Linked DNA regions of Mus musculus: regions 2, 3, 4 and 5 are each linked to region 1. A link is a contact called in public HiChIP or PLAC-seq and promoter capture Hi-C data. All regions are on one chromosome and are shown on one strand. Each heading gives the region's core, a stretch centred on a gene start, on an enhancer-like site or on the middle of the called end of the contact. The rest is flanking DNA. Distances are from core to core; before and after follow the strand shown.

The links. Promoter capture Hi-C pulls out the DNA fragments that hold promoters and counts their contacts. HiChIP or PLAC-seq counts read pairs in DNA pulled down with a chosen protein or histone mark.
Region 2: a contact with region 1 is called in a FOXA1 HiChIP or PLAC-seq map of pancreatic cancer cells. The contact joins the enhancer-like site here to the promoter of Ndufa10 in region 1. A contact is called at or near these places in 5 of 39 promoter capture datasets (the 3T3-L1 cell line, 3T3-L1-derived adipocytes, the C10 cell line and 2 more), 1 of 484 Hi-C or Micro-C datasets (the C2C12 cell line) and 10 of 115 datasets of contacts at active chromatin or transcription factors (the SCID.adh cell line, embryonic forebrain, embryonic stem cells and 4 more).
Region 3: a contact with region 1 is called in a promoter capture Hi-C map of hippocampal neurons, with 2.7 times the contacts expected there. The contact joins the enhancer-like site here to the promoter of Ndufa10 in region 1. A contact is called at or near these places in 3 of 39 promoter capture datasets (the SN4741 cell line, embryonic stem cells and hippocampal neurons), 1 of 484 Hi-C or Micro-C datasets (bone marrow-derived macrophages) and 10 of 115 datasets of contacts at active chromatin or transcription factors (embryonic basal ganglia, embryonic forebrain, embryonic stem cells and 4 more).
Region 4: a FOXA1 HiChIP or PLAC-seq map of pancreatic cancer cells shows a contact between it and region 1. The contact joins the enhancer-like site here to the promoter of Ndufa10 in region 1. A contact is called at or near these places in 9 of 39 promoter capture datasets (the 3T3-L1 cell line, the C10 cell line, HPC-7-derived erythroid cells and 4 more), 1 of 484 Hi-C or Micro-C datasets (bone marrow-derived macrophages), 13 of 115 datasets of contacts at active chromatin or transcription factors (the NIH/3T3 cell line, astrocytes, bone marrow-derived macrophages and 6 more) and 1 of 9 other capture datasets (adipose tissue).
Region 5: a promoter capture Hi-C map of embryonic stem cells shows a contact between it and region 1, with 5 times the contacts expected there. The contact joins the enhancer-like site here to the promoter of Ndufa10 in region 1. A contact is called at or near these places in 22 of 39 promoter capture datasets (the 3T3-L1 cell line, 3T3-L1-derived adipocytes, the C10 cell line and 11 more), 1 of 15 datasets of contacts at CTCF or cohesin (embryonic stem cells), 1 of 484 Hi-C or Micro-C datasets (bone marrow-derived macrophages), 31 of 115 datasets of contacts at active chromatin or transcription factors (Th17 cells, bone marrow-derived macrophages, double positive thymocytes and 16 more) and 4 of 9 other capture datasets (adipose tissue, embryonic stem cells, liver and 1 more).

What each region holds. Positions count from the first base shown.
Region 1 is chr1:92,471,445-92,476,787 of GRCm38.p6, reverse strand. It overlaps Ndufa10 (NADH:ubiquinone oxidoreductase subunit A10), which reads left to right and starts at 3,030. Exons shown (of 10, transcript NM_024197.1): 1 at 3,030-3,125. The coding sequence starts at 3,051.
Region 2 is chr1:91,820,386-91,825,728 of GRCm38.p6, reverse strand. All of the region lies in intron 1 of Twist2 (twist basic helix-loop-helix transcription factor 2), which reads right to left. The region is part of intron 1 of Gm46117 (a long non-coding RNA gene); the gene reads left to right. Among named protein-coding and RNA genes, the nearest start is that of Gm46117, 8.3 kb to the left of the region's middle. Within about 2 kb of position 1,983, at least 72 of the 459 cell types and tissues checked have an H3K27ac peak or open chromatin away from gene starts, as enhancers often do. A contact at or near this core is called in 3T3-L1-derived adipocytes, the C2C12 cell line and pancreatic cancer cells, where this site is marked.
Region 3 is chr1:91,836,766-91,842,108 of GRCm38.p6, reverse strand. The region is part of intron 1 of Twist2 (twist basic helix-loop-helix transcription factor 2); the gene reads right to left. Among named protein-coding and RNA genes, the nearest start is that of Gm46117, 8.1 kb to the right of the region's middle. Within about 2 kb of position 2,263, at least 17 of the 459 cell types and tissues checked have an H3K27ac peak or open chromatin away from gene starts, as enhancers often do. A contact at or near this core is called in hippocampal neurons, where this site is marked.
Region 4 is chr1:91,872,072-91,877,414 of GRCm38.p6, reverse strand. No RefSeq gene overlaps it. Among named protein-coding and RNA genes, the nearest start is that of Gm46242, 4.9 kb to the left of the region's middle. Within about 2 kb of position 2,589, at least 37 of the 459 cell types and tissues checked have an H3K27ac peak or open chromatin away from gene starts, as enhancers often do. A contact at or near this core is called in pancreatic cancer cells, where this site is marked.
Region 5 is chr1:91,917,305-91,922,647 of GRCm38.p6, reverse strand. No RefSeq gene overlaps it. Among named protein-coding and RNA genes, the nearest start is that of Gm46242, 40 kb to the right of the region's middle. Within about 2 kb of position 2,412, at least 35 of the 459 cell types and tissues checked have an H3K27ac peak or open chromatin away from gene starts, as enhancers often do. A contact at or near this core is called in 3T3-L1-derived adipocytes, embryonic stem cells, hippocampal neurons and 1 more, where this site is marked.

The DNA of each region.
Region 1 (5,343 bases), core at 1,781-4,280:
AAATGGAAGCACATCACTTGACTTTTGGAGTGTGCCAGCCACCATGCCCAACCCTGGACTATTTCAAACTGAATTTAAGAAAGCTGTTTATGTATTCTAGACTCTGGTCTGTTATCAAATATTATTTTGTAAATATTTTCTCCACCTGCAGTTAGTCTTTTCAACCTCTTAATAATGTCTCTTCCAGAGCAGGATCTTCTGAGTTTGATAAGTCTAGTTAACTAACTTTCTTTCTTTCTTTTCTTTCTTTCCTTTCTTTCCTTCTTCCTTTCTTCCTTTCTTTCTTTCTTTCTTTCTTTCTTTCTTTCTTTCTTTCTTTCTTTCTTTCTTTCTTTCTGAATGATGCTTCTGATACCAAGTTAAAAATATTCCCCTACTCCTAGGCACAAAATGTTTCTCCTATTTTTTTCCTAAAAGCTTAGTAGTTTTGAATATTATATTCAAATACAGGATCCATTTTGTGATGCTAAGCTTGGTTTTGCTGTTGTTGGAGGCTTTGTTGTTGTTTCTTGTGGTAAGGTTATTGAAGGTTCATTTGCTTCTCCACAGCTAGCCAATGGCTCTCGCACTGCCTGCCATGGGACTGTGTTTGCACCGTTGTAGAAACAGCTGAGAACATTTGTGCTGATTCATTTGTGGATGAACACCACAGCCCTCCTGACTACTACATGTTCTTGCTTTGTATCAACATATAATAAAGCTCATTAACAGAAGAGTAACTCCTCTGACTTTATTCTTCTTTTTAAATTCATTGTGGCTATTCTAGCATCTTCACATTTCTGCAACTTAATAAAACTTGTCTCTGACCATTAAAACATCCTTGTGGAGGTTTTAGTTGGAACTCCATTAGACTTAGAAGACTTGACATTGCCTGTTTCTTCTTCTGATCTGTGATTTTATATATACATATATTAAACTCTTCTTTGTTTTCTTATATCAGTGTTTAAAGTGTTGCCTCCTACAGATATGTCATGTTTAAATGCAAGTATTACAAGTTTACTTAGACCAAATATAAATTGAATTCCATCTGCTATTCAGCTTTGACTTCTATGCTGTTAGCATACAGAATACTGTGTAATTCTCTCTCTCTCTCTCTCTCTCTCTCTCTCTCTCTCTCTGTGTGTGTGTGTGTGTGTGTGTGTGTGTGTGTGTGTTTCTCTTTTTTATTTTGTTTGTTTGTGTTTGCCTTTTGGATTGAATAACCTGGCTGAACTTGCTATTTATTCTAGAAGCTTTTTTTGGTCAACTCCTTTGGATTTTCTGAGTAAAAATAATATAATCTACAAATAATTGTATCTCTTTTTTTCCTGTATGTATTCTTCTTCTATCTTTTGTACTTATTATGTGGGTTAGGGGTTCCTTTGTTGAGTACTTGTGAGGAAAGCAGGCCCCTTGCTTTTTATATATATATATATTTATTTATTATTTATATGTAAGTACACTGTAGGTGTCTTCAGACACACCAGTAGAGGGCGTCAGATGTCATTACGGATGGTTGTAAACCATCATGTGGTTGCTGGGATTTGAACTCAGGACCTTTGGAAGAGCAGTCAGTGCTCTTATCCCATTCTTTCTCTATTCATATGATGTTAGCTTTAGGATTTTGTGGGCATACTTTATGAAGATGAAGCAGCCACCCTGTAGCCTTTGTTGGAGCATATGTGTTCTTTTATTTTAAATGAATATTGAATTTTGTCAAATGCTTTCCCTGAACCAAGCAATCTGATCACACATAATTATTTTGGTTAGTTTGTTTTTTATATCAGTTGATTTTAGGATGACATCCCATTGCTTGTGGTGCACCACTCATTTCATGTGTTGCTGGATTCAATTTGCTGAGATACTGATATATGGAGGTCTTACATTTTTGTACTGTCTTTGACAGTTATGGCAGCATAACATGCGATAGTAAGCATTATCGCTTCTGTTTTCTGGAGGAGACTGTACATATTTAGTATCATATATTTATGTATAAAGTAAAATTCTTCAGTAAAACATACGTGCTTGGGAAATTTCTCTTTTGGGGTTGAGTGATTTTTGAATTACACTGGAGGGGAGTAGGGAAATGAGATAATGATCAGGATTCAAAAGAAATGAGGAGAGGTTTCCCCTTCCCGTATTCAATGTACTGTAAGGATACAGGACTTTCTAGAAATCCAGAAATGCGGGGGAGGTTTTGTGTTAACTACATGGAAAGTGGTCCAAACCCAACCCAGAACTCCTCATTGTCTTGGGGATCCTCTCCCTATCAGCACTTTCCTGGCTTCTGCGCACTGCACTCTTCCACCTCAGAGGCTCTTGGAGCTGAAGAGCTTTCCAGGAGGTGACTATAAAGTCGGCAGCTGTGGAAATGAGGCAGGGTGATCTGCACTGGAGATATATGGTGGTGCCAGGTCTGTGGCCACCTCAGCTCTTAGCACTACAAAAGCTCAGAACTGCTAGGTCGTGAATTGGTTGCCCCCACAGGGCTCAAGCTGATGACAGGTCCTTCTCTCAGAAACCTAGGCAGGGAGAATGTGACGCCCCTAGAACTCAGATGGGGAATGGACTCTCTCCTCAGCGACCAGAAGGGCGGGGAGCGGATCCTCCCTACAGAACTCAAACAGAAAGTGGGTCTACGTTTGGGCGTGGAGCAGGGAGACAGCACAGATTCTGGGGAGCGAGAGGATTCACCCCACAGAACACCTGGGAGTGGGGGGTCACACTTTTGTCACACAACTCAAGCATCTGCGAGAACCCGAGCTCAAAGCTGGGAGCCTCAAGGCCCAGGCAGGACTTCTAGCCCTTTGCCACTTTCATACTATAACTTGTCTAGGATCTAGGCGCGCTCCTCGCCCAAACAATCTAAGCTCAAGCAACTAGAGCGTCGACAAGCCTAAGCTCCGCCCCTTCCCTCTGGCCCCGCCCCGTCCCAGTTCCGGAATATTTTCTTTTTTCGACAGGCGCCGCGAACACTCAGTGGTGACGTCATGGCAGCGCGCCGCGGACGAGCTAGGACCCCGTCGCGTTCATGTCCCTCTGGTCCTTGAGCCGGCGCAGACGGCGAAGTCATGGCCTTGAGGTTGCTGAGACTCGTCCCGGCGTCGGCTCCCGCGCGCGGCCTCGCGGCCGGAGCCCAGCGCGTGGTGAGCGGCGGGTGGCTCTCCTTGCTTGGATCTCGGCCTGTCGGCTCCGAGCCCTGACGCTCCGGCGGCGTCTGTCAGACCCGTGAGCCGCGAGCTCCTGAGGCCTCCGCTCACAGCACCGGTGCAGCGGGACTCACTTTCCCGGCTGCATACGGAGAGCCGAGATGCCGGAGCTCCGGAGCCTGGGCCCGCATGCTCATCGGTTCAGAAACTGCTTTGTGGAACGCCTTGTAGACTCTGGGGTGACGTGATGTGGAGCAGCAACAGAGATTTGGGGTAGATTGGGGAGGATTAGGACCTTTTAGGGTGCATGCAGAATAATGGGTGACAGTAGGTGCTTAGGGGACCGTGGCTGGAAACAGGACACGTCTTATGACGGCATCATAACTTCTTTGCTTTATAGTAGCTAGAACTACATAGGTGGTAAATCGGAAAGGGGTTGACAGTCATGCTAAGGATTTTTATTTTGAACAGGAGTGATCTGTGTGTGAAAGAGGTATAGATGTGAACCAGAGAGAGACGAGGTGTGTGTGAATGTGAGCCTGGATCGGCACTGTCAGCCTAAGCCCCACTATGAATTAGCACTGTCAGCTTAAGCCTATTAGGATCGCAGTGGAGCACAGCAGCAAGAGCACAGAGCATATTCACAATCCACTCTTGACCTTGACCCTCAGAGACCACACTCCTTCCCCTGTATCTTCACATCACCCTCTTCAGTGAAGTCGTTTCATATATTCACATGTCGGAAGTTCAGTCACACCCCGTTCCACCCTAAGCTTTTCATGCATTGAGTTCATTCTTTATGCTGTGAAGTTTTATTGTTTTGCACAATGAGCAATATTATATTTTGGACTTTACAATACACACAGAGTAGTTCACAGCCCTAAAAAAAAAAAAATCTATTGTCCTTAATATTCATTTATTTCCCACCCTGTCAACTCCTGACAGCCACTGTGCTTTTGATGATTTTTGTCATTTTGCCTATGCTAGACTCGTGTAATCAGTCACACATATTACCTGACACAGTGCTTTCTTTTTTTACATAGACTTTGACAGTTACACTTAGAATTTATTTGTGGGGCTGCACAGCTGTTAAGAGTACTTGTTTCTCTTTTAACACACACACACACACACACACACACACACGTACACAATCTAGACAATATTTCTTAAGCCAGATGTTGTGGTGCACACCTTTAATCCCAACATGAGACAGGCAGATCTATGAATTCTCGGACAGCCTGGTATACAGGGAGTTCCAGACCAGCCAGGGCTACATAGCAAGACTCTTGTCTCAAATCCAGCCCCCAAAAACAGCAGGGGTGGGGGAAGACTCACTGTGTCTTTATGGCCTTTTTAGTCATTCCCTTTAATTCCATAGTTTGGTTATACTGCCATTTATCCATTTACCTATTGAAGATCATCTTGGTAGTTTCCCCATAAGGCAATTGTGAAAAAGCTGATTTAAGTATTCATGCAAAGCCGGGCATGGTGGCACACACCTTTAATCCCAGCACTTGGGAGGCAGAGGCAGGTGGATTTCTGAGTTCGAGGCCAGCCTGGTCTACAGAGTAAGTTCGAGGACAGCCAGGACTACACAGAGAAACCCTGTCTCGAAAAACCAAAAAAAAAAAAAAAAAAGTATGCATGCAAATTTCTTGTGGGAATGTTTCCTATCATTGGGTGATGTGTTTGCTGGTTTGTTAGTGAGGCTGTAGTTTTATAACCATCTGTCTTCTACCGACCATCCCATTTGCACTCCTTAGCAGTACAGAGCATCCTGCTGTATGGGTGCTGACGTGGGTGCTGGAAGTCATTTGCATTTATGAGCATCCAGTGAGCATACACACACACACAGCACATCTCCTGGTTCCCAAGGGGGCATCTTAGGCACCTACATGCTGCCTGTGTGATCTTTGTAAGATCTGTTTGCTTATTTTAAAATTTGCTGCCCTTTCAATTATTCACCTTTCAATTATATATCCTCCACTGTCCCCAGCTTGGTGATTTTATTTGGGGAGAGTGGATTATTTTAGCTTCAGTTTGAGGAGTAGACTGGGAGACTGCTGATGAGGACGTCCCTTGCCTGTGGATGAGGGGTGTGAGGAGGACCTTGCATCCGTGCAGCAGGAGAGGGAGATGATGCTTCTCCACAGAGCCTGGGCATTCAGCTTCTGTGGGTGATTACAGAATTAAAGAAAGGCAAAAATCATGCTTA
Region 2 (5,343 bases), core at 734-3,233, 650 kb after region 1:
AAAGGCAACTGTATCATCTACAAATATTTATTTATCACCTACTGTTTGTCTTCAGGACTCCATCAGTTTTCAGTTTCCATGGAACTACTTTATCTCATTATTATTATTTTTAGATTAGCATGCAAGGTCTTAGAAACCACTGTGGCATTTTTGAATGAAGTGTGCTTTGTTGATTCACTTTCTCCCTTTCCATCCTCCCCCCCCCCCCCCCCCCCGTGGAATTACTTTAGAAGACAAAAACAATCTTGCCAGACACCCCTGCTGACTCAAACAGAGCTGCTTGCAGGGACAGGAAGAGGCTCCTGTTAGAAGGCTGAGGTTTCAAGTAGCAGAGCCTGCTGCAGAAGCAGAGTTGCCACACAGAGCTTCAGGACCCTGAGTCCACCACAGTTACTCCCTTTTCTCACTATGGAAGTGCTGATTGACATAAGTGATCAAAGAACACGAATTCATCGCACGCTCTTTAGCACATTTTGCCAAAGTGTGTTACAAACTTTGTAAATATATCAATGTTAAACTACCTTTTTGTCCCATACAGAAACCCTCTTATTTCCCCGACGATGATATATTCTTTAGAAAGATTAGTACATTTCTTTTTCTTGCAAATGACCTAGAATTTTAACTTCTGAAGAAGTTGATTTCTCTTGCTTCTGTCAGGTCCCTTGCTGGCCTCGGGAGAAGCCAAAGTGAAGGCTCTTGTGGGCCCACAGGCTTCTCTTTCTTCTGATGTAGCTTCTGCTATGTTGACACATCATAGGGAAGACTTTTGTCTCTGCAACTGCTGCTGAAACCCAGTTCTGTCTAATAGCGGTGTACATGGGATAGAGGAATCAGGACTCAGCTAGACACAGGCTCTCCCAGGTGGATGTCTCTACCATCCATGAAGCTCCTGCTTACCATCTGCTCAGGCTTCATGCATCTTATGCATGTATGTATGTATGTATGTATGTATGTATGTATGCATGCACGTAAATGTTTTCTTTTTTAATTATGTGTATGCCAGTGTGCATGTGGGTATAAGTGCCCATGGAGGCCAGAAGAGGTTGCCGGAGCCCCTGGAGCTTGTGTTTTTGATGGTTGTGAGCTGCCTGGCATGGGTGCTGAGAACAGAACTTCAATCGTCTGCAGGAACAACCAGTGCTCTTCACCGCTGCACTTACTTTTGAGATAAGGTCTCACTGTGTTTCTGAGGCTGGCCTGGTCCTTACTATGTAATTGAGGCTGGCCTTGGACTTTATTTACATATTTATTTGCTGGGGGTGTTTTTGGGTGCACATATGCATGCAGGTGTGTGTGCACATGTATGTAAGTAGGGCGGGTCAGAGTGCTCTTCTTCAGTTGCTCTCTGCCTTATCTTTTGAGGCAGATCCCTCCCCGGATCTCCCAGTTACTTTTGAGCCCTCGGGACCCTCCTGTCTCTGCCTCCACGGTGCTGGGATTGAAAACACTTTTACCACGTCACCCAACTTTTGCGTACAGGTTCAAGGGGTTGAACCTGGGTCCTCATGTTCCTGCAGCAAACACTGCCAGCCGAGCCAGCTCCCAGCCTCTTACGTTCACTTCCGTGTTCCTGCTGGGATTGCAAGTGAACACCAGCACACTTGGCTGTGTCTCCTAATAGTGAGCTTCTTGGCAGTAGTAGTAGACAGCAGTTAGCTTGTAAGGGGCACAGATGACCACTGGGTTTCTTTCTTTCTTTCTTTCTTTCTTTCTTTCTTTCTTTCTTTCTTTCTTTCTTTCTTTCTTTCTTTCTCTCTTTCCAGAGTTATGGAGCTGGAGACCTGAACTCTAACCTGAAGCCTGGGCCTTTCCTGCATCCATTTCCCTCCAAGCCCCGACAGTGCTAGAGCCCATGACCAGCCACCTCCTTTGTCTGTCTTTATTGCATCAGAATCTTCTAAAGTAAACTTTCACCCAGCCAGGGCTGTGCAGGGCCAGAGGGCTTTGCCAGGGATCTGTGAGGTAACTTTCCATCTGTTTATTTATGCTTTGCTACTTGGGGACAGGGGGAGAAAGGCACAGGGACCTAGGAGTCCCAGAAGCTAAGCAGAGTGGCTGACATCATGGGAATTTGTATGGCCTGACTCACGCTGTCCCCTGGTGAGGGAGTAGAAGTTCACAAAGTGCCTTTGGCTCCTGTGTCACCAGGAATTTGCAGTGTTGCAGCGGCTGGAAGCCCAGCCCTTACAGATGGTGTGAGATCCCACAGTTTCCAGCCACATGGAGCACACAGCCACAGGGACTCTCTAAGGAAATGTTGGTCAGCATCACAGAGTTTTCCAAATTTCCTCTTTCATCTCTTGGCCAAGTCTACCTTTATCCAGTGGTGGAATGGCTGGAACTCTTCTGTCCCAGTGGGCAGTACAGTCAGAGGGGTCCTGAGATGACCTTTTCTTCTGCTAAGTCCTGAAGGGGACATCCCCCCATCCTGTCCTCAAGGCTCCTTGAGAGACTTCTGACTGCCATGTTTCAACCCAGTGAAGAAAAATGGAACTGAGTCCTCTGTGGCCCAGGAGAGTGACAGATACCAGCTGCCCTGCCTCCCTCCCTGGTTTGCCCTGACAGATCAAACCATCTCAAAAGAGGCGATGCCAACAACTGTCTTTCATAGCTGGAGCCGTCTAGTGACAAGAACACTGTAAATCCACTCAGGCTGTGATAGGCTGTGGTTCTTTGTCCTAGAGCCGGTGCCTTCCCTGTGGATTTCATTTCTGCTTCTCTGGGACGTTATGAACAGAGTCTCCGTGAGGACAGCTGGTCACAGGGAGGGGACTGGTGTGATAAAGAGACCGTGAAACCCAGAACATAGATGTGAGGGTCCACCCACATCTGGAGGATAAGTCAGGGAATCCAGTGCTACGCGGACCCAGTTGATCACCGTGATAGAACAAGCTTTGTGGACATCAAAAAGCATGATAGAAGAGCATACTGTGCTTATAGCCACAGTATTCATGAAAGTCAAAAGTGGGAAGCTGTACAACATGAAATATCATTTAGCCTTAAAAAAATGAAATCTTGGCATAGCTGTAACCTGGGTGGACCATGAGGCATATGCTAACTGAAGTAAGCTAGTTACAGTGATAAATCCTGTGGAATTCCTGTCATAGGAGGTCCCCAGAGGCAGGAACTAGAATGGCACCAAGAGCCAGGGCAGGAGATGGGAGTTAGTGTTTAATGAGGGTGTAGAGGCGGGTGCTTCTGACGGTTGTTACAGTGTGTGATGAAATTACTCACCTAGCAAACAGTGCAAGCTTGATCAGTGCCACAGAACCACACACCTAAACACTGTAAGGATGGCAACCTTTACATTGTGTTTTATAATTACAAACACGGAGATATCTCTGCCATGGTAACTGGAAAGCAAAGGACCCATGGTCAGGGTCTCAGCAACAGGCCTTGACCATCTTCACGCCCTCTCTAACTTTTTGGCATCACGTCCTTAGAATAGTCTCCAGTCAGAGTTCCTGGATCAGTTGTAGGTGTTCCGGGTCAACTTTGTGTCCTCGAGTGCCAAGGTCAGCCCAAGGTAAAGCCATTTCTTTTACCATCTGAACTTTAGCCCAGGGAAATGGTGTTCTAGGTAAGACCTGGCTAGGCCATGGTCTGTACTGTAGGCCAGGGCTGGGGGGCCAAGGCAGTGTGGAGGTTTGGTGGGTCAGGAGAGTGACTGTATGGATGGCAGGTCTTCTAGCAATTTCTAACCTGAATCAGAGCTACTGATTTTCAAAAGAGAGGGCTGAGTCTGTACATCAACCAGAGGCTGTGTGTGCACTGAAATCTGGCATCTACCTACCTGTACATAAAGAGAAGGAGAGGCATACCCAGGGAGCAGACGTGGGGTGCCAGCACATGCCCACAAAACTTCTAATATTAGGACAGTTAGCTCGACAGGTGACCAATGCATCTACAGAAATCTTCATGGCATGGACTCATGGCCTGATACACACTGGGGACAGTTTAGAATGGCCAGTCTTACTGATGGAGTCAGGCTCTTGGTCCTTGTGACTTTGAGGGGTTTGTGAAGTGGGAAGCAGGCAAGTTGTTCATCCACAGACCAGTGACTATGAATAATGCTGTACAACATTAAATATGATTTAGCCTTAAAAACTGAAATCCTGGCATAGCTGTAACCTGGACGGACCTTGAGGCATATGCTAACAGAAATGGCTCTCAAGCCTGATGGAAGAGACAGAGGACTGGAAAGACAGGGCTCTCAGTTCCCTCTGGGACGTCTGTGATGCTCCTTCTCTGGGTACCTGAAGAGGCTCCTCCACGACCAAGCCATCTCTCAAATGCTTGCTGTTGTTTGATTGTTTGGCTTTGCTAGAAGCTTCCTCCTGGGGGTGGGGGGGTGAGGTGGACTCTCACAGTGGCTGGCATTTGTGTATCACTGAAGGTCAGCCGTGTTGTGGAGTATCTCATGGGCTTTCTTTTCATTTCTTTCTCTTTCAAGGAATGTCTATCCAAACTTTCAGCTCATTTTAATTGTTGAATCTTTGGAATTATTTATATATTCTGGATATTAACTCGTGTGTGTGTGCATGTGCATGCATGTGTGTGTGTGTGTGTGTGTGTGTGTGTGTGTGTGTTGGCATCAGGTTGTCTTCCTCTGTTCTTCCCTATCTTTTTATTGTCTGAGACGCATTCTCCCATAGAACCATGAAATTCACTGTCCCAGCTCTGAGTTCTGTGTCTGCTCTACAGTTCCAGGTTTGCCGATGTTTCCCCCACATCTTCCTCAGGTTTTATGTGGGTGCTGGGGACTGAGAAACTCTAGACGAAAAGTCACAGCAGCAGCATGGACCAGTCCCCCTTTCCCCCTTGAAACTGATTCTCACTGCACTAGGAGCCATTTCCCACCCCGTGCAGACCAGTTTTTCTGCTTACCGCAAGTGGGACTCAACTGTCCGTTGAGTCCTCCCCAGACTCATCTTTTGCAAGAAAACGCTTCAACCATTTGCTTGCTGTGCGCGGCTGCTGGCAGTCTGCCATCTCACCGTTCCTTAAGCCTCTGTTGCCTGCTCTCAGAAGCTGATCCCACCAGAGCCCCCAGCCCAGGAGACTCTGCCAGGCTAAGCCATCAAACCGCCTCCTCCTTTGTCCTACATATCGCTAAACACTATGGTAACACCAGCCTTGCCACCACCCTAGGGAAACCGGAATGATTGATTCCCTCCTTGTTTGTGGCCTGGGCCCCCGATGCCCACCGACCCTTTTGAGACCTGCCTTCTGCCTCTTGAAACTCACTCTGTCGTAGACTATTCTAGAGCATGACATCAGCAGAGGCTGCACTGAGAATGTAGCTTGTCACAGATGTAGTCACCCAGGGTTGCCTAGATGCCC
Region 3 (5,343 bases), core at 1,014-3,513, 630 kb after region 1:
TGAGCCTTCGTACTGTTTTTAAAGACTAGTTCCAAATGACCTAAAATGTTAAATTGTGGGTTCAGAATGAATAGCAAGCCACAAGGATGGAGGGCTGGTACAAGTACCTACTTCATCACACATGGAGGTCAGGGGGAGATATCTGTAGCCAGACCTTGGGCTAAATACCAACATCTACTCAAGAATGGGGAGGCCTTGGGGATGGGGTTCACATTCTCTGGGCAAAAACACTAAGCAGGACCTACCTGGAGGGTCATGGACTTATTGTGTGTGCCCTGGAGGTCATGGAGACATTTTCTGACAGTGCTCTGGATAGCCAGACTGCCATGGTGGTAGAAGTTCTGGAGGGAAGGAAGCTATCTCCTTCCCTAGCTGGGGCCCTATGCCAGCTGTGGTGATTTGAATAAGAATGCTCCACAGGCTGATATCTTTGCTCCCAGTTGATGGAACTATTTGGGAAGGATTAGGAGGTGTGGCCTTGTTGGAGAAAGTGTCGCTGAGATGGGCTTTGAAGTTTCCAAAGCCAGCATTCCCCTGTCTCCTTCTCTGAACAGTGCCTGCAGATCAGGATGGGAAGCTCTCAACTAGCGCTCTAATGTCATGCCAGTCTGCTTCTCACCATGATGACCATGGACTAATGCTGTGAAGCTGTAAGCTAAAAGTTGCCTTGGGCATGGTGTTTCATCACAGCGATAGGACAGCCACTAAGACACTTGTCAACAGCACATGACATGCACTTAGTAGCTGTCGAAAAAGGGACACAGTAAAGAGACCAGAGACATCTTAGAACAGCTTCCACCATGCCTGGTGAGCAGGGGCTGCTGACTGCAGGAGGCCTGGTAGGCCTGGACCAGGGTGGGCTGAGGGCAGCTCAGGTAGAGGGATTAGTAATGGTGGAAAGACAAACTTTGCAATGGCAGTGACAGCTCACACTGGGGAACAGTGGGCCCAGGTCCTGTCTTCTGGCCCTCATACTCGGTATTGTAGAGAGACAGCTGAGCCTCAGAACACTCAGCTGTCACCTGTTACAGAAGGACAGTTGGTGAAGACCACACTGACATTAGTAGGCAGAGAGAAGACACTATTGAGCCTACCTTCAGGCCAACCTTACTCCCCACCACCCCAGGGAATCTCTAAGGCCCTGAGACCAGGAGGTGATGCCTGTGTGTGTGCCTTACCAAAGCTGGCAGTCAGAGTGTTTTCCTCTCCTTGACAGAGAGGCAGAAGGAACCCTGGGCTGGTGGTGCCCACCAAGCATCGCAAGGGGCCCAGGATGATGGATCGTGCTCATGGTGAGCTGCCTGAGTCTGGATTCTGCAACCCAAAAGCAGGCACAGTGGCTGCAGAGTGTGACCCAGGAGGCTCTCAGTTGTCACTTGGGACCCCAGAACTACACCTACATGGATCAAAGTTCCCAGCTTGGCTAGGCTGCTTCTGAGCATGCGCAGTTTGGCTGTTCACACCCAGGAGCTGCTTCGGAACATGCACAGTTTGGCTGTTCCTACGAAGTAGCTGCTCGGCACCATACAGAAGGAAACTGAAGATGAGACCACCTCTATCACACAGAAGCTTAGCATAATGGCAAACACAAGACCATGGACATTTTGCTGTTCCCTGTCTGGGCCTGGCTCTACCATGACCACCATTCTAAGGTTGGGACAGGTCGTTTCAAAGATCTCAGACATTTAAGCTGTGGGTTTCTCAGGACAGTCTCTTTATGGGTCATACAGTAGACAGTGCTGGCCACCCTCAGTGATCACCCGCCCACGATGCTGGGGACAAGCACCAAGTCACCTAATCAGCTAAAAGGGCTTCATTTCCTACTGTGTAAGAGATTCAAGGAGAGCTCGGGGCCTCTGAGGGGAGACCAGCTCTGAGCAGCCTCAAGCCTCCTGCCAGCTCCAAGCTACACACAACACACACACACACACACACACACACACACACACCCTGTTGCTGCCTCCCCCAGCAGGCTGTCATTTTGACAAATACATGTGCACAGACAGGGAAGAAGCAACGTGTTTTGCTTCCAAAGGCAAAATCTTCTTCTAATCCAGATCCTGCAGCCAACTCAGCTCAGAGTAAGGCAGGGCAGGGAAGGGCCGGGGCAGGGCAGGTTGGAGACAGCGAATATCTGTAGTAAAGAGACCACCTTACAAGAACCAAGAGCCAGCTTAATCTGAATTCTTCTGGTGCTGGCTAGTTAGGAGTAATGATGCTGGGTACTAGAAATTGGGTACTGGGTGCTAGGAGCTACGTGGGAGTGATCAGTGTAGATTTATGGGACAAGGGTGGAGTGTGCAGCAGTTGGGCTTCCTTCTCTCCTAGACAACATGTCTGCCTGCACACACTTCCGAGAGGCCTCGTGATGACTCCGGTGGTGGGAAGGTTATACGGGTAAAGTTCAGAGCCACAGGAGTGGCACCAAACCCCTGACTCACCACCAGTCTGAGACTTCTGAATTGAAACAGTAGCTGAAAGAGACCTTTCGGGGAGTTAGAAGATGGGGGGTGGGGGGCACTCTGTGAGATGAAGGATGTCAGTGGGCTCTGGAGGAGGGATAGAGACAGGCTGTTCTTTCTCTGAGGCAAATGAACATTGCCAAGCAATGGGCCTTCTGGGACTCATTTGTTTTTATAGTTTCCTCTGGGTGGCTGTGCCCAGGCCCCTCACAGGAGGTTTCTACCCTTCAAAGGGCTATTGTAGCACTCACCTACCTGAAGCAGCAACTGTGTGGTCTCCTTTGTGGGCTTCTGAACCTTGACTCTAGAGAGCTGGGCCAGAGCTTGGCTGTGTATCTCATCAGACAGTGAGGAGGTTGTGGCACTAACCATAGGCTTCTACAAAGCTAGCCAGAGCAGAGACCAGGAGCCACCCTGGTGGCAGAAGGGGTCCTTTAACCCTCTAGGACACAAGGCTTCTCTACCGCCCTGTGATGACCCATGGATGGCATTCCATTTCCTCCCATAATCCCAGATTGCATGCGATGCTATACAATTCCCCCACCCCCAGGCTGCTGATGGGGTAGGTCATGACTGTATGCTCCACTTTGGGACCTGCCGCTCTGATCCTGCTGCAGCTGGTGTGGTCTTGGAAAGGGTGAGCCCAGTGCATCTGAGCTGCCGAGAACTCTGTGTTCAATGGCTATTTCTGGGTGGCAGTATCCTGGCACTTTTGGACCCTCAAAAGAAAGTCATTTGCAGGAAGAATTAGGGTGAGGTTGGGCAAAGATGGCCATATGGGTCTTCTGAACATCTGTCCTCTCTCTAGTTCAATGCATCTGTCCTGGGCTTGCCCTGTGTGACAAAAGGGAAACCCCTTATTCTCTTCATCATTCCCCTTCTCCATTGGGCTTGGCTGTCTCCTTCAGGGACTTCAGGCTGACTTTTTGGAATGACACTTCCAAACTGGTGGTCCCAAAATAACCAGAGAAGGGTCAGGTTTGCCTCTATCCAGGGTCACTGCAGGGTCATTCTCTATCCACTGCCCATCAGTGACCCCACATCCCAGGAGCTAACTCTGTCCCTTTGTCCATCTCATGGGAGCTAGCACGGCAAGGTCAGACGCAGTGTCCTGCTGGCTAAGCCTTCCTGTTTTACTGGTAGCCCCCTGCTCAGTAAAGCCTGCCTTTTTTTCCTCATGGGCCATCAAAAGGCTGCAAAGGGCATTTATTCCCTAGCATCGGCACCATAATGAGCCGGATCACCAGAGGAGCTGAGCCCTTTCCAAGCCCTGCAGTTTTCACATCCAGGAACGACTCCTCCAAGTGACTTACGACTTCCTCGGATGCTGCTGAATCAGCTCCCAAATAAAACCCAGGGGAGAGAAAGGAGGATGAGAAACAGCTCCATCCCAGCCGGGTGGTGACAGAGGCTCCTTCAGGGACCATCTAATCAGACATTGTCGTCTCAGAGACGGAGAGAGCACAGGACACAGGTGGGCTACGATGGGCAGCCAGAACCCAACTCCTGGCCGGAAACACCATTTCGTGTGCAAGACACACGGCATGGAAGCATACACTCCGGGGCATTAACTCAGCAAATGCATTCAGATGACATCAAGGAACACCTGCTTGCCCCTCACACCAGCACCAGCACCAGCTCAACAGAATCTGGAGGATGGTTGCAGGAGGGCTCCCTGGGGATGGGCCATGCAGAGATGACTGGTATTGTCCTGAACCAGCTCGCTGCTCGCTTTGGGGACAGATAGTAGAATTTATTGCAGCAAACATGCCATAGGTATTTTGATGAAGTACTGTGGTGCTATGGTGCTGTGCTGTGGAGTCAATATGCATTACAAACACAAACAATTCCAGTGTAGCACTGCAAGTTCTTGAGAGCCCTCACCACTACCTGCACAGAGAAACAGGGCCTAGCCAAGCATGTGAATATGAGGCTCTGGGGTGGGCCAGAGTTACTTTGGGGAGGGGCCAGAGACACACGGGACTACATATGACAACCTGGAGACAGTGGTGAGTGTTGTGGGCACAGGCATATTGGATATGCACTGTAGAGCCAAGTCTGGCAAGGACAGATGTGACCTGATGATGAAAGAGGGATCCCTCAAGGGCCCAGAAACCTGGGGACACGAGACTCAACCAGGCCAGCTGGGGAATCACAGAGGCTATATAGATTAGCTCACACAGATCCAGGAGTTGCCTAAGCTTCCAAAACAAAGCAGGTCCCTGGGTGTGTGTGTGTGTGAGACAATGGGGAAAGGGAGAGGGAGAGGGAGAGGGAGAGGGAGAGGGAGAGGGAGAGGGAGAGGGAGAGGGAGAGGGAGAGGGAGAGGGAGAGGGAGAGGGAGAGGGAGAGGGAGAGGGAGAGGGAGAGAGGGAGAGAGGGAGAGGGAGAGAGGGAGAGGGAGAGGGAGAGGGAGAGAGGGAGAGAGGGAGAGGGAGAGAGGGAGAGAGGGAGAAGGGGAGAGGGAGAGGGAGGGGGAGGGGGAGGGGGAGGGGGAGAGGGAGAGGGAGAGGGAAAGAGGGAGAGGGAGAGGGAGAGGGAGAGGGGAGAGGGTGCAATATAACCATCCTTGTGAAAGCCAGGTAACTTACTGTGTTAGGATTTGATTTTTTGTTTGGTTTTTTTGTTTGTTTGTTTGTTTGTTTTTGTTTTCGAGAGAGGTTTCTCTGTGTAGCCCTGGCTGTCCTGAAACTCACTTTGTAGACCAGGCTGGCCTCGAACTTGAATCTAGAGTCCAATTCTGCAGCTTTTTACTTCCTGCCTATGATAGAACTCACAGAGCAAGCTACAACAGGGGTCTGGGAATGAGCAGCCTTGTAAGGGGTCAAGTGGAACAGTGGGAAGCATACAGGAGGGAGAACAGGCAGGTAGCAGCCCAGAG
Region 4 (5,343 bases), core at 1,340-3,839, 600 kb after region 1:
CGAAGCACAAGTCTTCAGTAAACATGGGAAGTGTTGAGAGTCTATTTCATCCCAGCCAAAGAACAGCCATGAAGAAATGGAGCTATGGTGGGCACGGTGGTGCATGCCTTTATTTCCAGCATTTAGGAGGCAGAGGCAGAGGCAGAGGCAGAGGCAGAGGCAGAGGCAGAGGCAGAGGCAGAGGCAGAGGCAGAGGCAGAGGCAGAGGCAGAGGCAGAGGCAGAGGCAGAGGCAGAGGCAGAGGCAGAGGCAGAGGCAGAGGCAGAGGCAGAGGCAGAGGCAGAGGCAGAGGCAGGTGGATCTCTGTGCGTTTAAGGCCAGCCTGGTATCCTAGACAAAGAGAGTCTAAGATAGCCATAGCTTTATCACACAGAACAACAACAAGACAAAAAAGAAAAGAAAAAAAAAAGAAAAGAAAAGAAAAGAAAAGAAGGAAGAAATCAAGCTAAAAATGCTGGTGTGTAGTTAAGTTAAAGCCATCTGTAACCTTGGGCCTTTCTACCCATACCCAGGTTCATGAAATAAGAACTCAGGCTTCTTATATATGGATAAATGCCTAGGCACACAGCCTTGCCTCTGTTCCCTGACTAGCTCCTGACTTAATTACCCATCTATTTTATTCTAAGCCATGCCATGTGGCTGGTTACCTGGTCCTCTGTTTTATGAGACCATCTTCTTCTGTGTCTGGGGTGAAAACTCCAGTACCTGATTATCTCTCAGAGTTCTCTTTCTGCCAGGTATTCTACCTTCTCATCCTGCCGCAGCTCACTGACCATAGACACACACACACTCTCTCTCTCTCTCTCTCTCTCTCTCTCTCTCTCTCTATATATATATATATATATATATATATATATATATATATATATATATATTGCTGCTACTGTTTTCAGACACCAGAAGAGCACACTGGATCCCATTACAGATGGTTGTGAGCCACCATGTGGTTGCTGGAAATTGAACTCAGGACCTCTGGAAGAACAGTCAGTGCTCTTAACCGCTGAGCCATCTCTCCAGCTCCAGCTCCAGCCCCAGCCCCAGCCATAGATTTTTTTTGCACAGGTGAATGCTTCCACACGTACAAAAGATTCCCCTCTATGCTGGTGGGGCCAAAAGGAAGTCCTTAAGTCCTTAGCCACTGTTGGTGAGGATATAAATGAGCCCAGCCACTGTGGAAATTAGTATGAAGATTCCTTAAAGCAAACAGAGAACCTACCTCCTGGTAGAGACCTGGAGGAATCTACTGTAGGCACATCACAGCAACACCTCCACACTTGCACTTTTTGAGACGCTAGTCACAATAGCTGAGTCAGGGAACCAGCTTGTCTGTCAGTAGATGGATGGATAAAGAATATGTGGTCCATACACACATGGGGTTTTACTCAGCCATGAAGAGGGACAAAATGATACCACTTATTAGAAAAACAGAATGCAACCAGAGATCACGTTAAGTAAAATAAGCAGATGCAAAAGGACAAATATCACACACACACACACACACACACACACACACACGTGTGTATATATGTGTGTATGTGTGTGTGTGTAAACCTATATATCTCTAGCCACATGAAGAGGATGGAGACTATGGGAAGGGAGTAGTCTGAGGAAGAAAGGGGAGGAGGACTGAAGGGATGAAGGAGCCAATAAGGTCAAAGCACAATGATGCACATGAAAGAAACTGTCCCCAGCAAACCCACACTATGCATGATGAACCCAGGCCAAGAACAACATAATGAAGGAAATCCTGAGCGCATGCTTGTGGTGTTGGTGGATTCAGGCCCGAGGGCTCCTGTACTGTCCATGAGGGAAAGGGTCAAGCGTTTATGCCCCTGCCTCAGGAGTTGAAAGGGTGGGCCTGCTGTGGGGCTAGTGTTCCTCTCCAGGGCCCTTGAGTTCTGGGGTAACTACATTTAGCTACTTGGGGTGGAGTTCCAGGCAGTGAGCCCAGGGATGTACCCTGGCCACTTCCTCAGCCCAACCCTGGGACACAGGAAAGGGTGCAGTCTGGGGTCTTGGAAAGGCTTCTCCAATTGCACTCTGGGTCATCGCTATGGAGACGATAGGGCTGGTGTGGAGGTTTATGTGTGAGCTGGGACCTCTGTGTACTTCCATACCCTGGTCCACAGAAGACTATGGCTGAGAGCAAGCAAGGGAGAGGGAGCTGGCATTATGCCACTCTGGCCCTTGGGTGTGCCCACAGGTACACACAGCAGGGAGGCTTGCTGCAGGCGAGACAGGCCTGTGGGAGAGCCCTTCATCCTGAAAGACTACAGTACTCATGGTGCTCTTGGGGGTTACTATGGCTAGGAACCCTGTGGATCCTGTATCCACATCTCCTTCCCAACGGTAGGGCTTGAGGGTCTTCTCAGGTAGGTCCTCTGCTTCCCTGTTGGACTCTGTCAGGGTCAGGGACACAGGGCCTCACAGATAACAACTTTTCTCATCATCTGTGACTCAGAAGGGGACTAGTTCTCTGGGTTGTTCCCCAAGGACCTAAGAGTTGCCCAAGTGGTCAGCTCCAGGTCAGTCACAGAACAGCAGCAATTGCGAGCTTTAGCCACCAGGTGGCAGAGGAGATTTCAGTGTGGTTGAGATGGTCAACAGCCCATGTGACCACACAGCCCAAGGTCTCTGGCTGCCACAGAGCAGGTGAAGAAAAGGGGCCGAGGAGACAAGATGGGCATTGGGTGAGGGTGGGTCAGTCTAACCTGTTGCACCAGGCTTCATTAAAGGGTGGCTAAGAAAGCTGGGCCAAGGACTCCAGGCTGTGGCAGAGGGCTTGGGCCAAGCAGACAGATGTTCTTGGAGAAACAATGACCTGAACCTTGGCCTCTAAAGCCCTAGAACCGCAGAACGGGAAAACCCTACCTACGTGTACACCTGAGGTCTGAGACTTGCGCCCCTCCCTCAATCTCTTCTCTGCCAGGAGCACCCCAACCTACTTCATCCCTCATCCCCTTCTAGTGTTCAAGGTGAGAGCAGCCAGCTGTCTGTGGATTCCTTGGTGCTCCATGCTAGTGGTTCATTAGTCCTGGTCCTGGCATGGCTTGTTGGTCCCAGGAACATCAATAGAGGGTGGTATGGGGCATTGAAAGGAAGCTTACACAGGCCGGTTGCCTCCAGATAAGCAGACACTCTCCCTGTCTGTGTGGCCACACATGGATTTGCCTTTGATAGCCAGAGCAAGAAAAATGGTCTCCGCTCGTTGGGCTGAGCAGACCCTGGTTTACCTGAGTAGGTGGGCACCAGGATAAGGGAAAGCATGGGAGCCAAAGGTGGGGCAGCTCAGTGAGGACTGGAGGAAGGAGGACAGTGAGGACTGGAGATGCTCCAGGTAACAACCGAGGGACCTGACGTGTGGGTAGCTGCGGTCACCTCAGGGCTAATCTCTTGGTGGCAAAGGGATACAAGTCTGCAGTGGGATCCCCTGGTGTGGCTTGTTGATGTAGCTGGACTCTCTCCCCCCTTGCTGGGGAGGGTCAGCAGAGGTTGGAGGTCAGACCCTGACTCAGCTCGGCTTGACGAATTTACTTTTAAACAAACTCCTCTGGGCTTTTCCCCTGAGGCCTGTCACATAAATTTCTATTTAGTGCCACTGGGTCTCCAGCCAGGGAGCTGCCAGGATGTTTTGAGAAGAAGCTGGGAGATCACATGGTCTTGTCTCAGGGACTGTGTAGAGGAGAGCTCGGAGCTGGGTACCAGATGGAGATGGGAAAGGAAGAAGCTGACTGGAGCCTTTCCCCAGGGCTCCGTGAAACAGCCAGTGCTGAACAGTGACAGGCTTCAGGCCCCCGAGGTTCCCTAGTGGGTGCACACCTTGGGGGAGGGGGCTGAGGGTTACAAAACCCACCCTTCCCTGGGCTTGCCATATCTATAGAGGAAAAACCCAGCATTTCAGGGTCCCTGTAGGAAACCCCCTGTACTCTGGGCATTTTCTTACCTGTTCTCACCGCCCCCTACGGGGGGGGGGGGCAGAACAGTGAGGTGAAATCCTGGGTATATGTGTGCTGTTGATATGGACATAGCCACATACCAAGGACCCCTAATGCCTCAGCCCCGTGGAGGTGGCAAAGTCTTCCTCAGGTCTGAGTGTAGATGCTGATAATGTGTACAGAAAATGTCCACCATACATCCTCCCAAGGGAGGTTTACAGCTCGAAGACAGCTCTGCTTCTCTTGAGATGAGCAAAACCTGTCTCCCTTTTCAGCTGTATATAATAACCCTGACTCCTTGTTTTCTGTAATATACCCACTTCCATGGACAGCTGTATGCTATAGTCCCCCCTGCCAAATGCTCTATAATAAACACATCAGCTTCTGGGGTATTACAGCTTCTCCATCAGGTTTCCTGTTCTTGTATTTGCTTTTTCTTTATTTCCTGGGCCTCAGTCAGGCTGATCAGAACAGTGGTAAGTAACCTCTTCTCACACTAGAACCTAAGACTTGCAGGCCCTGGGTCCCCCTGAAAGCCACAAGACAGAGGTGCAAAGCCTCCAGCTGCCTCCTGTCTATTTTAGAAGAGTCTTTACAGACTGTTCAGCCCCAAGCCACACCCCTTAGTTACAGCCCCAGCTTGCATTTGAAAGCTAGAAGAGAAACGTGAGATTTTCTGTCCTGTGCTTCCAAGGAATCTCGGGAGAGCTGCGTGTATGTTTAGGGCAGAGCCAGGCCCTAGAGACCCCACTGCAAAGGAATCAGCCTGATCTGCAGTCCTTGGGAGGGTATCACAGTGGAGGTGCCCTCCTCCTGCTTGATGGGTGTGTGGCCCAGGCAGGCAGAGAAGGTGGGAGGGGTGCAGAGCCACTGAGAGCACAGCACAGTGCAGCCCTGTTTGTGTTGGCAATGCGGCTGCCCAGCCATTTCCAGGTTGGATGACTGCGTGATGGAGAATGTAGGTCAGGGGTTTAAGCAAACACCTTCTGGATCTCACATCTATGTGAGCGTGGGGAGGGGCTCAGTGAGCTGCCGGAGAGTTTGCTTAGTGTGGAATTGTCCCTGGATTGAAATGACAGCATCGTCAGCTGTCACTTACCTTGGTGTGGGAGGGAGAACACGGACAAAAGAGATGCTAACCTGGCTGTAGAACACAGAACAAGGACAACAGCCAACAGGAAGGCACAGCCTGGTATTAGCCAGGGCAGAAGGCAGCCATGGAGGGAACAGAGTGGGTGAAGGGATGTTGTGGGGAAGTGACATTCAAGCATGAGCAGGGGCCAGAGGCCACCAATAAACTCTGGAATGAAAGACTTCCGTCTCAGAGAGGAAACAACCCACCCCATGGGACCATGCATGAGCGCAGCCTCTGTGGCAGGTCCCGTAGGCTCACACCTATGATCACCAT
Region 5 (5,343 bases), core at 1,163-3,662, 550 kb after region 1:
CCAGCATTCCCCGGGGAGGCTGAGGGTGTGGCCAGCATCCAAGGTCCTCAGCCGGGTAGCACAGCACATAGCATAGGGTGGGCCTCAGCCTCTTGTGTGGAAGAACATCTGGTTCTGATCCCTTGTCATCCAGGGTGAGAAAGCTATTCTGGGTGGTGAGGGGAAGGACCTATGGCCTGGAGTTCTGGCATCTCCTCCACAGGCATGAAGGGTCCAGCAGTAGAAGCCACGGGTCTGGCAGACTCTGTTGAGCCCAACCTTATCTGGTGCTCTGGCCATTGCTGGGGGCAGTGTGCCATCAGCCAAGGAGAGAAAGGGCAGTCTGTCCTAGGCTGGGGAACAGTGCTGACTTGACTTGTGGTGGCCCGGGGCTGGGACAGGTGTTAACTCATTCCTGACACCTTTGGTACCCTAGTTGGGAGAGTGTTCTCTTCAAACTTCCCAGGTATCCTAGTTCTGTGTAAGCCTCTCAAGTGTTGTGTGGGAAAAGGGCCCGATCCTGCTACGACAGTCCAGGAGCTCCTTCCGTGGAGCTGCCCTGTATCTCTCTTCTGAGTAGCTCAGAATGGTTTTTTACCCTGAGTCTATCTTGTCTAGAGTCTAAACTTTAGCCCCACTCACTCCCCATCAGTTAGTGTCTTCCATACCCTACCCTTCAGAAGTACCTTGCCTGGAGCCCATCCAGCTCTCATGGAGGAGGCAGGCCAGGGAGCGCTGAACAAGCAGTTGCCCTTGGGTGCGCTGGGGACTCGGCTCCTGGCTTTTCACTTTTGTCCCTTGGGATGAACCCTTCCTGCCTCCAAGCCTGAGGCCCCTTTGGCTGATGACCTGCAGAGACACACCCTCAGGGGAAATGTGACACGCTAAGGAGACAAGAGTTTGGCTCAGCACAGACAGTTTTTTTTTTTCCCCTTCTATCATAGATGCATCCCTATGTTTTCTCTTTCTGTGCCCAAGTCCAAGTTAAAAATGTGCCTTGAGCCATTTGACACAACCAAGTTGCTTTGAGGCCAAGCTGCTCAGAGGGCTAAGGGGGTCTGGTGTGCGCTAGTGCTGTTGGCTACAGATGGAATGAGGACAGTACTGCCTGGGGGAGTGGCTGTGTGGACAAAAGCAAGTGACCTTCTGGCCACATCCACCAGAGTCCTGCTCTCTAACACCCAGGAAAGAACATTGTATTGATAAATTGCTGCATGCTGTTTGAGTTCATGGAGACGTTGGCACTGAGATGCCTGTGTTCAGAATCTCTGGCAAGCCCACATGCTGTTTGAGTTCACTGAGATGTTCCTACTTCAGACCCAAGCATGCTTGTGTCAAACGTCCTCCCAGCCAACCCGAGATGGGAAACGGCCTGAGAATAGAAACACTGTGTTCTTAAGAACAGCTTAGAAGGAAAACCATTTGCAACAGAGGTTACTATTGTCTATGATATACAGAGTGTCAGACATGGAAACTGGAAGCTGGGAGTTCAGCCATGGAGAGAAAGCTCAGCAGGGAACTCCCACCGACTGCCTCAACCTCCCTGTCAGTGTCTGCTGGGCAACGTTATCTATTTACTGCTGTTCACTTGTTCCCTAGGAAGCCCGTTCACGGACAAGCTGCTCTGCTGAACTTTTGACCAAGAATTCTAGCAAGGTTGCTCCAGCATGGCTTCCCCAGTCATCTGGGTGTTGTGGATGCCCCGGTTTGATGGTGGTTTTTTGTTTTTTGTTTTGTTTTTGTCTATCAGCCGCTTCTATCCATCCACTACTTCCTGCCTGGTCTTTACTTATGCTTGCTGTGTACTTACTTAGATGCATTCATGCATTTGATATTGGATGCATTCTCCACACCACCCTGTATATGATCCCAGAGTCCTGCCTCCTGCTGCCCTGGCCTCAGACAGGCAAGATGGCCTTCCCCACCCAGACTCAAGTCTATGTGACTTCCCCTAAAGTCACTCCCAAGTCACTAGGGATAGGACGGCCCCTCGGGCCCCACCACCCCAGCCCCCACTGATATGAAAATACGAAGTATGAAAACGCCCAAATGAGAAGTGAGGCAGGAGATAGGGGGAAGGAGTCCTTGAGTGTTTGAGCTAAGTCTCAGGGGTCTGAACACTGCCCTGGGGAGAGCCCTGTGAGGTAACTCCCAGCCCAGGCAGTTAAGACCTCTCTGACAGCCAGCAAAGCCCTGAGAGTCCCCAAGGTTCCAGGGCAAGTGGAAGATAGGGTGGGGCCCTGGGCCTGAACACTTCTACCTACAGAACTCACAGCTTTTACATACGAATGCCCTCAGGCCCCTGGAGCAGGAGGGGGTTACGGGTCTGACGTTGTCCCCCACCCCCACCCTCCAACCTAACTCTGAGATGCTGCAGAGAAGCACTGGGCCACAGCTGCAGCCACCCACAGAGGAGCACTGGGGAGGCATGTGGCAAAGCAGAGCACATACTTCTGTCCGAAAATAGATTTTATCTGAAGAAGAAACAGATGGGGAGGGAGTCAGCTCCTTCTTTAATGGAAAGTGCAGGACGCACGGGGGCGGGGTGGGGGGCAGGGGGGTCTAGCCTAGTCTACTTTCCTCCTGTCCCTGAGGACAAGCTTGGAGACCCCCCCACAGACCCTGGGGCATCTAAGCAGCATAAGGCATGACCTGGCCAGCTAGGGAGGTTAGGCAGGTGTCCTGAGCTGGCTGAGGAACCTGATGTCCCTGACTCCTGCAGAGCCAGAGGATCAGGAAAGGCCTCAGCACTGACTGCAGTGACCCAACCTACCAGGCATGGTGTAGCCAAGGCCACAGGCATTAGCAGGTGAGGGCCTTCAGCAGGGCATCCTGGCTGGGCGAGGGAACAAGGGACTCCCCGGGGACGCTCTCTCCAGACTAGTCCAGGACCCTAGCTCTGCTGCCCAGGGTCATTAAGTTACAACACTGGCAAGTGAAGCACCTAGAAAGTAGCTGCTAGGGAGTCCGATCTCTACAGTCTATTCCCACCATCCCTACAGCTGCCTCTAAGGCTTCTCTGGTCCAGGCCTCCCGGCGTCGGCACCTGTGTTACCTCTCTTTTCAGCACGCAAGGGCTCAGTTTCCATGTTCCCCATGAAAACAGTCCGTTCACTTGACTAAGCCCACTCTCTTTATTCAGGATAATTATGCTTGTAAGATCAGTTTAAGCAGACTCTTTGAGACCAGCATTACCTTAGAGAGAGTCTAGGTCCTGACTCACGCTAAGGGAACATTTATTTATTCCTTCCTCTGGGGTATGCCATTGAGGCCTGGTGTGGACCACAGTAACATGTCTGCAGCAACAGAAACCACACACACACACACACACACACACACACACACACACACGCCCACTCGGCCACACCACGCCCACGCCATGCCCATGTCTTGGATGGGGAAGGAGGTCCAGAAAACTCACAGACATTTACAAAGCCTTGGATACCTATGTCTCAGCTCATGCCATATACGAAAATCTGGTCCTCCAAGTTGAGCTGGACCCTGCTTTCTGCCTGGGACACACAGGACCATACGGTTGGGAAGACCTGAGTCATGGAATGGGCATGCACATCCTTTCCTGCAAAGGTGTCTTGTGGACAGAGTGTAGAGACTAAAAGTCCTTAAGCTGCAGAAAGCATGAAAACTCAGGGGTCTCTGGGGTCTGCTGGACACGGGGCTGATGAGCAGGCTCATAGCCATGGTGAAGGCTACAACTCTAGCATCATCCTGTGAACTCCAGCCATGTCCATGAAGCCTGATCCCCACTCTTCTCAGTCAGGAGTGGGAGCTGATGGCCCTCAAGAGAGGCCCAGCTTCAGGCCCCATTGTCAGAGATGATGCCCCTTGAACCCAGCAGGACCACAGAGACCGAACCTCTGCAGAAGATACGGTTACACTGGAACCCTCGGTCAATTCCAGAGCAAGGCTGCCCTGGGCCCTACCTCCACCCCCACGGCTGCCCCAGAATTGCTGGAGTCGAGGAAAGGGTGGACTTCTTGCTTTGCACCTGCCTTTTATCAGCAGCCACAGGACCGTTGGAGACCCTGAGGACATGGATGGACCTCAGGATGGAGCTTGGCATAAGGGAGTCTACATCCTCCTTGTGGGCAGAGCTGGGACAGTCTAGAGGGCAGCCCACAGGACGGGCACTGGAAAGACATTGGGGTGAAGCCAAGAATCAAAGGAGCCACACAGCACACCATGCGGTTCTGTACAGCTGCAAGGAGTGGGTTGGAAATCAAGCTGTAAGCTTCCTGGTAGCACAGACCGGGGAAGCAACCTGACTTTATGATGGCAACAAATGCTTTCACCCTACTTGCCAGGAGCAGCCAGGGCAACCCTGGAGGCTGCGGGATCTTGGCTTGGTGTTTTTTTGGTTGGGGGTTTGAAATGGACAGGGAGGAAAAAGACCCTTCTTACCATGGAAACAAAATAAAAATCTAAGGACAGGGCAGCCACTAGAGATTGTTTTGTTCCCCCAGGGTCACAGAGCAGCCTGGGAGAGGGGAGAAAGAGGGAGGAGTGATTCACAGATGTTTCTGGAAGTTTTTCCCCCTTTCCTTCAGGCCCTCACCAGGGCAGTACTGCCTGACAGCTATAGGTGCAGGTCTCCCAGATGGTCCTGCCTCTGCTCTGCCCAAAACCCTCCACCAAATAATGTCTGGGGCTCTATGTCCCTATTCTGAGCCCCCTCTAAATATAAAGAGTGGCCCCACCTGGTGGTCATGTCACCCTCCACTGACCTTACCCCTCAGTGCAAGGGCTGCCTGGCCACCCTGCTAGATCCAGGTTCCAAGTGGCTCTGCACAAGTTCTGGGTCACTTTGCCCATAAAGTCCACTCACCCCGTCTGTGGATGGATTAACTGTCTAATGACCAACTGACCACAACTCAAGCTCTCCAAGCTCAACTGACAGAAAGTGAGGGTGGCTGGCTCAAAGCCCAACTGGCTCACCTCCCAAGGCTGTGGGGAAAGCTAGAGAAGCCTAGAGAAGCTTAGTGAGAGACTCTACAGCCTGCTCTCGAGTGTTATGAATATCAAACAAACAACAAAAACCAAGTGTCTAATTTGTCTGATGGCAAAAACTAAGCGTGGAGGACCAGTCTCCTTGAGCTTTTTGCAATGTAGCCTGGAACCCACTGAGCTCATCTGAGGGGCGAGGGGGTCATGAGAGGGGTGAGGGGACATGACATTGATCGCACCTGAATTTGACCCTAGTCTTCTTTGCTGCATCTCAAACTTAATCGTGAAGTGCTTAATCATGAATCACACTGTCTATGATAAAGAGGGCAACATGGACTGATACCTGGATAAAATAGAACCAGCAAGGGCCCATTATGGAACAGAACTATTATCTATAGTCTT